Linked DNA regions of Mus musculus: region 2 is linked to region 1. The links are chromatin contacts, called in public Hi-C maps. All regions are on one chromosome and are shown on one strand. Each heading gives the region's core, a stretch centred on a gene start, on an enhancer-like site or on the middle of the called end of the contact. The rest is flanking DNA. Distances are from core to core; before and after follow the strand shown.

Region 1 (2,700 bases), core at 139-2,638:
TGAGAAGGGACCGGGCTTGCTATGCTCACTAAACAAAGAGACGTAAAGAGGAGAACAGGTGCCAGAGGAGTCATCAGAAAGAACGACCAACCACTAACCAAAACAGCAAAGTCCATCTACTCTTCCTAATCAATTTCAATTTCCACCTTGGCGTAATATTCAGAATTTGGAAAAACTATCCTCGGTCCTACCTTGTTCTGAGATGCTGAACTTCCCTTCCAAGACCCACTTTCCTAAGATGACCAAATATGTATTTGAAGCAGCAGCATCAGTGAGCACAAGTCAAATTTCTTAATGTAAAAACTAAAGTACACCTTTCAAGTCAAACTAGTCCATCTTCAAAATTCTCAGAGCTGAAACATCATTATAAACTTAAGTAGTGGGGCTGGAGGGTTAGAATAAGCTTAGATTCATACTTAAAGATATATCTAATGATTAAATACCTTGAAGTGCAAAAAATTAAAGTGATTTTAATTTGGAGTGATAGATCACAGATCTGTAATTAAGACTAATGTACAAAGGCAATAGCATTCGGAGCGGTAAAATACATTGTGAACATCGCACATCCCATCCTCCACACAGGAAGTCTTAAAGGGACTTACACACCCTCAGTCTACGCAGGAAAGTGGCTTCGGAATAGACTTCCAAGTCACCTTCCACAGGTCGTTGGGGAGGATCTGCTCTTGGGATTCCCTTAAGGGACCATCATATCTCGTCAAACTTCCTGCTTCCTGAATACAAAATAACAATCACTGAGTCTCAACAACAGCGGGTTCACGGGCCCACGGACTCAGCATGGCGACAACAGGTCTCAAAGTCGACATGAAAAGTGATTCAACAAGTGGCAGCGCGCCCCAGGCGCAGCGGGCAGGCCTTACCGCCTGGCGTGCAGGAGCGCGCACAACAGAATGCTTGGGGCCTGGCCTAATTGGAGGGGTCCCCGGACTCGCCACGAGTTCGGGGAGCTGGGGCCCAGGGGACTCTAGGGAGCTGGGGCCCAGGGTTCTTTCAGATGCTGGGTCCCCGAGGACCTTAGGATGTCGGGGACACGGGACACGAGGACAGTGCTGGGCCCGGGGCGCGCGGGGACCTTAAGGTGCTGAGACGCCGGCTGGCCCTAGAGGGTGTTCCGCGCGCTGTGCCGATGCACCCGGCTCTCGACGTGCGGCTGCGCGGCGCCGGCCGACGTACGGAGACTCCGGGATCGCAGCGCAAGGACACGGCGTTGCGGTGGCTGGAGCTCTTAGCGATGAGCAGGCGAACGACGGCGCAGAGCACTCTCCGCGAGGCGAGTGAGCACCGAGCTCCGTAGCTGGGGCAGGGCGCCGGCCGCGCAGGCCGCGCTCCGCGCATGGGGACGGTGAGCCTCAGTCACCGCGGAACAAAACCGCAGCCGACGCCCCGCCCCCTCCGGACGCCCTCATTGGTCGCCGCGCCGCTACCACCGCCCCGAGCCGTCAGCCGTCCGCTCGCGCACCCGCCCGCGGAAGCCGCCGCAAGCAATCAACCCTCAGCCGCACCGCTAGGCGGGCGACGTCACTGCCCGGCGTGTTGTGGGTGTGGCCTCGTGACGCCCCGCCCCCGTTTCCTCTCACTTCCCTCCTACGGGTACCGTGCGCCGCTGCTGGCCCCGCCCCCCTGTGCGAGCTGGCCCGCGCCGGGTGTGACGTTAACCTTCGGGTGTCCGCGGGGCATCGAAGGCCGGTAGTGGTACCTATAGGCTCCCGGATTCCAAAGTCCGATGTGACCACCTTCATCTCCCTGCCTTTTTTCTTTTTCTTTCTTTCTTTTATAGCAAAATCTCAGTATGAAGCTCGGACTGTAGACAAGGATGGCTTCGAACTCCTAGAGATCCTTCTGCCTCTGTCTTCCGAGCCCTGGAATTAAAGACAGGCGCCACCAATGCCCAGCTTCTCCTGTCCTTTGCTGGTAATGTGCCTTTGGGCAGGACCCTTCCCTTTGGGAGTCTCATTTCTGGACCTACCGTGTGACTGGAAGGCACTTTTGTGCATTGGGTACCGGTGCTGTGAAGGAAAGCTGCTCTGCAGGTGGGTGTGACTGGGGTGGAGCACTTCTCAGGGTGCTAGAGGCCAGGCGCAGCAAAATGAAACCGCCTGCCGACTTGGCTAGGAATAGGCTGCAATTTCACAAGCCTGTAATCCCTAGACAACCTTGTTCCCAAACAACAAAAAGTAATTTTAAAAAATGTTGCAGGGTTAGGTACAGCTACTTGATGTAGAAAATGGAATAGTTCTCATCTGGAATAAGACCTAAAAAGGAAGACATTAGAAAGCCACTGGGTATTCCTGGGGCACACCAGAAGTCTGGGCCCTGGCCACCACGTTATGGGTCTGGTAAATCCAGTTCTGTACAGGCTCAGAGGCCCAGCCAAGGGAGGCCAAGATCAACTAGAATGAGTGCCCTCACCTGCTGCATCACCTGCGACAGACCTTTCATTTCCTCCTCCAGGTTTCTTGAGGACAGGGGACTTGCGACCTGGATCACAGCAGGCAGGAGCCAGATAAGGACTGAGACATCTGGCAGGCACCTGTGCCTAAGAGGAACTCTGCCCAGAACAGTCCTCAACCACACTCTCCCTGGGCAGATCTGGACCAATGGTGGCCTTCTCAAATCACCACGGTCACCTTGTGTTTCCCAAGCCCTGCAGCTGATTAAGTTACATACGCCACACAGCTCAGC
Region 2 (2,700 bases), core at 82-2,581, 52 kb after region 1:
ATCTACTATTGAACCAGTCTTACTAGCTGCCCTGGCCTACGTGAGCTGGGCCTGGAGTCTTCCTACACTGTACGTTTTGTTAAGGGACCTTTCCCTCTCTGTGCTAGAGATGAAACACCAATGGCGGAAACCAGGCCTGATTCTTTTTTTTTTTTAAAGATAGATTTATTTATTTATTTATTTATTTATTTATTTATTTATTTATATGTTGTGAGCCACCATGTGGTTGCTAGGATTTGAACTCCGGACCTTCGGAAGAGCAGTCGGGTGCTCTTACCCACTGAGCCATCTCTCCAGCCCCAGGCCTGTTTCTTACCCACCCTGTAGTGGGGACACTATGACCCAAACTAGTATATGTAGGGCTGGGGACAGTGCCCTTTTATCACATAGGGGGCTTTCCAGAGCAGACAAAAGGAGGCCTGCAGGGTTAGGGTCTTTCTTCAAAAAGAGGCTTCAAAATGCTGGTTAAGGTCTCATTTGTCCAACCTCTGAGTCTCCAAGGGATCCACTATGTCTCTGGGAGGCCCTGCCTGGCCCCAGGTCTGCCCAAGGCAGGAGGGCTGGGCCAGATCTGTGCTGCCCCAACGTGCCCACTTGCTCCCTCAGGAGGCCTGATGTGCCAGGTGCTGCTCCCCTGCCAGGAACATGAGCTCACCTTGACCCTGGGGCAGGATGGGAGAGGCTTCCCCACCCCACAGGCAACGTGACTTGCCCCAGGTCACAAAGCCATCTCTTTGGCTCCCCACCCTGCCCTAGCTGCCCACCCCCACCACTTCCTGGAACGCTCCAGAGGGTCTGAATCTGTTAGTTTCTCTCTGAAGTAAGGGCCTCACATGTGTGGTGACATTACCAGTCAGCTCTGAGAGGGAGCCAGGGACATTAGGGAGGGTCCTGTAGTCTAACTAGATAGGTTCAGTAAAATGAATACTAGCAACTGGCTCAAGATACCAAAAGATGTGAAGGCAGAATGTCCCATCCAAGGCATAGGATGCAGGAGCCTCTTGGATCACGCATCATAATAAGAAGGGGAGCCTAGGCCCCAGCAAAACCACTCCAGGCCAAGGACAGAAGGGGGCTCTGTACAAGCACAAGCCAGCAGTCATGGCTGTTGTTGACTTGTTTTGCCTCCGCGCCTGCTAGCCAAGCAGGAAGCGCCAGGGGCTCTCCCCTCGGGCTGGCAGCCAGGCCTCCTTGGTGTTTCTGGGAACCCCCCTCCCCACACGCCCAGGAAACAGGAATGTACCCTTGCCCTGAGTCTAGGCTTGTCTGGCTCCAGGTGTCCCACCAGCCCCACTGCGTTGTCCCCTCCGTCGAGCTGGAGGATAACTGGGTGAGGCCAGAGCAGAAAAGGCTTCCTGTAGTGGGAAGCATCAGGCCCAGGGGAGGTGTGGGCTGGGCTGATAAAGGCCACTAGAGAGTGGAGGGGTTCATCTCAAGGAAAGTGAGGAAGTCAACGAAATGGGCCACGTGGTGACCGGGCTGTTGCCTAGGCCGGGGCGTTCCCTATCGTTCCTAGCAGTTCCTCCTGTATAGCCATAGTCTATACCCATCTTCCTAAAGACCCCAACCTGAACCTCAGAACCCAAACCCCTAACCTTAACCACAAAGGAAATGTGCAGCCTTTTTAGAGCAACAGCAGTATGTGGAGAGATAAGCCAGCATAAGGACAATCACTGTGAGCCTGGGCCCACTTCTGGCCACCAGCATCCCTGGCCATGAGGAAGGAGGCCCCTGCCCTTCCCTCCAGAGCACAGTGAGAGGTCTCAAGACCCTTGTCACCGAGCCATGCAATCACCTAGAGAATACATAGTCCTTGGAGCCTGAGCCCAGAAACTTCTCTCTGGCAGAGGTGATAGCTTTAGGCCCTGCACTCTAAGACCACTTCCTAGTCAGGAACCTGAAGTGGAAACTTCTAGATCTTTCGAAAGTTAGTTTACACCAAATGATGATTTGCTGGGACACACAGGTGAAAGGATGTCTTGATAAAGCAGGCACGTGAAAGACTGTTCTCCTGAAGCAGACACAGGGGAAAGGATGTCTGGATATAGCAGACACGTGAATGGACCCTTGATGAAGGAGTACAAAGGGGACCCCCACAGACAGTGGGAGACGAGCGCTGAGCCTTGGTTTGGTTTGCTCTGCCTTGCTTGAGGGCCAAGTGGCTGACAGCACCACTGGCCATGCTGTAGCAAGCCAAGGAGTTGGAATCCTTGCTGACAATACCTTCGCACCGTAGGTCTGTTTCTGCAGGCATCTCCGTGGCTCCATGAATCTTCCCTTTGATGACAGAGACCTGGTCTGTGAGTGGGAGAGTGAAGACCTGCCCCTGACCATTCAGCTTCCATTCCGTCTTATCCTGCATGTTGGGTACCTGCCCTTTGATGAATACTGGATCCCCCTGTGCAGGAACTCTTGGCTAATGACATGCATGGATTGATTTACCTTACATAGCGCTATTGAGCTCAAATTGTGATAATGCTGCCATTGAGAGAAACTCACCCACGAACTGCTTATGAGGTTCCTGTTGTGGTTTGCCGCTTCAATGGCCTCACCTCAGGCCTGCTGGTGAGCCGTTTCTTTAGGAGTGAACTACAGCTGCCTAGTGTCTGCTTGCTTTAAGGACTGGACTGTAGCTGCCAGTTTATATCTGGTGTTTGCCTGCCTAGAGGACTGGTCTCCAGCTGTTAAGTCATATTTGGT

What was found. Hi-C and Micro-C count contacts between places; a contact is called where the count stands out from the background.
Region 2: a contact with region 1 is called in a Hi-C map of the G1E-ER4 cell line, with 2.3 times the contacts expected there. The contact joins the enhancer-like site here to the promoter of Fam53a in region 1. A contact is called at or near these places in 8 of 484 Hi-C or Micro-C datasets (CD4 T cells, the G1E-ER4 cell line, the N1E-115 cell line and 4 more), 5 of 115 datasets of contacts at active chromatin or transcription factors (the SCID.adh cell line, embryonic stem cells, pancreatic cancer cells and 1 more) and 2 of 9 other capture datasets (adipose tissue and pancreatic islet).

The regions. Positions count from the first base shown.
Region 1 is chr5:33,628,247-33,630,946 of GRCm38.p6, forward strand. It overlaps Fam53a (family with sequence similarity 53, member A), which reads right to left and starts at 1,389. Exons shown (of 6, transcript NM_178390.3): 1 at 1,091-1,389; 2 at 607-731. It also overlaps Gm9903.
Region 2 is chr5:33,680,585-33,683,284 of GRCm38.p6, forward strand. No RefSeq gene overlaps it. Among named protein-coding and RNA genes, the nearest start is that of Tacc3, 24 kb to the left of the region's middle. Within about 2 kb of position 1,332, at least 36 of the 459 cell types and tissues checked have an H3K27ac peak or open chromatin away from gene starts, as enhancers often do. A contact at or near this core is called in the G1E-ER4 cell line, embryonic stem cells and thymic regulatory T cells, where this site is marked.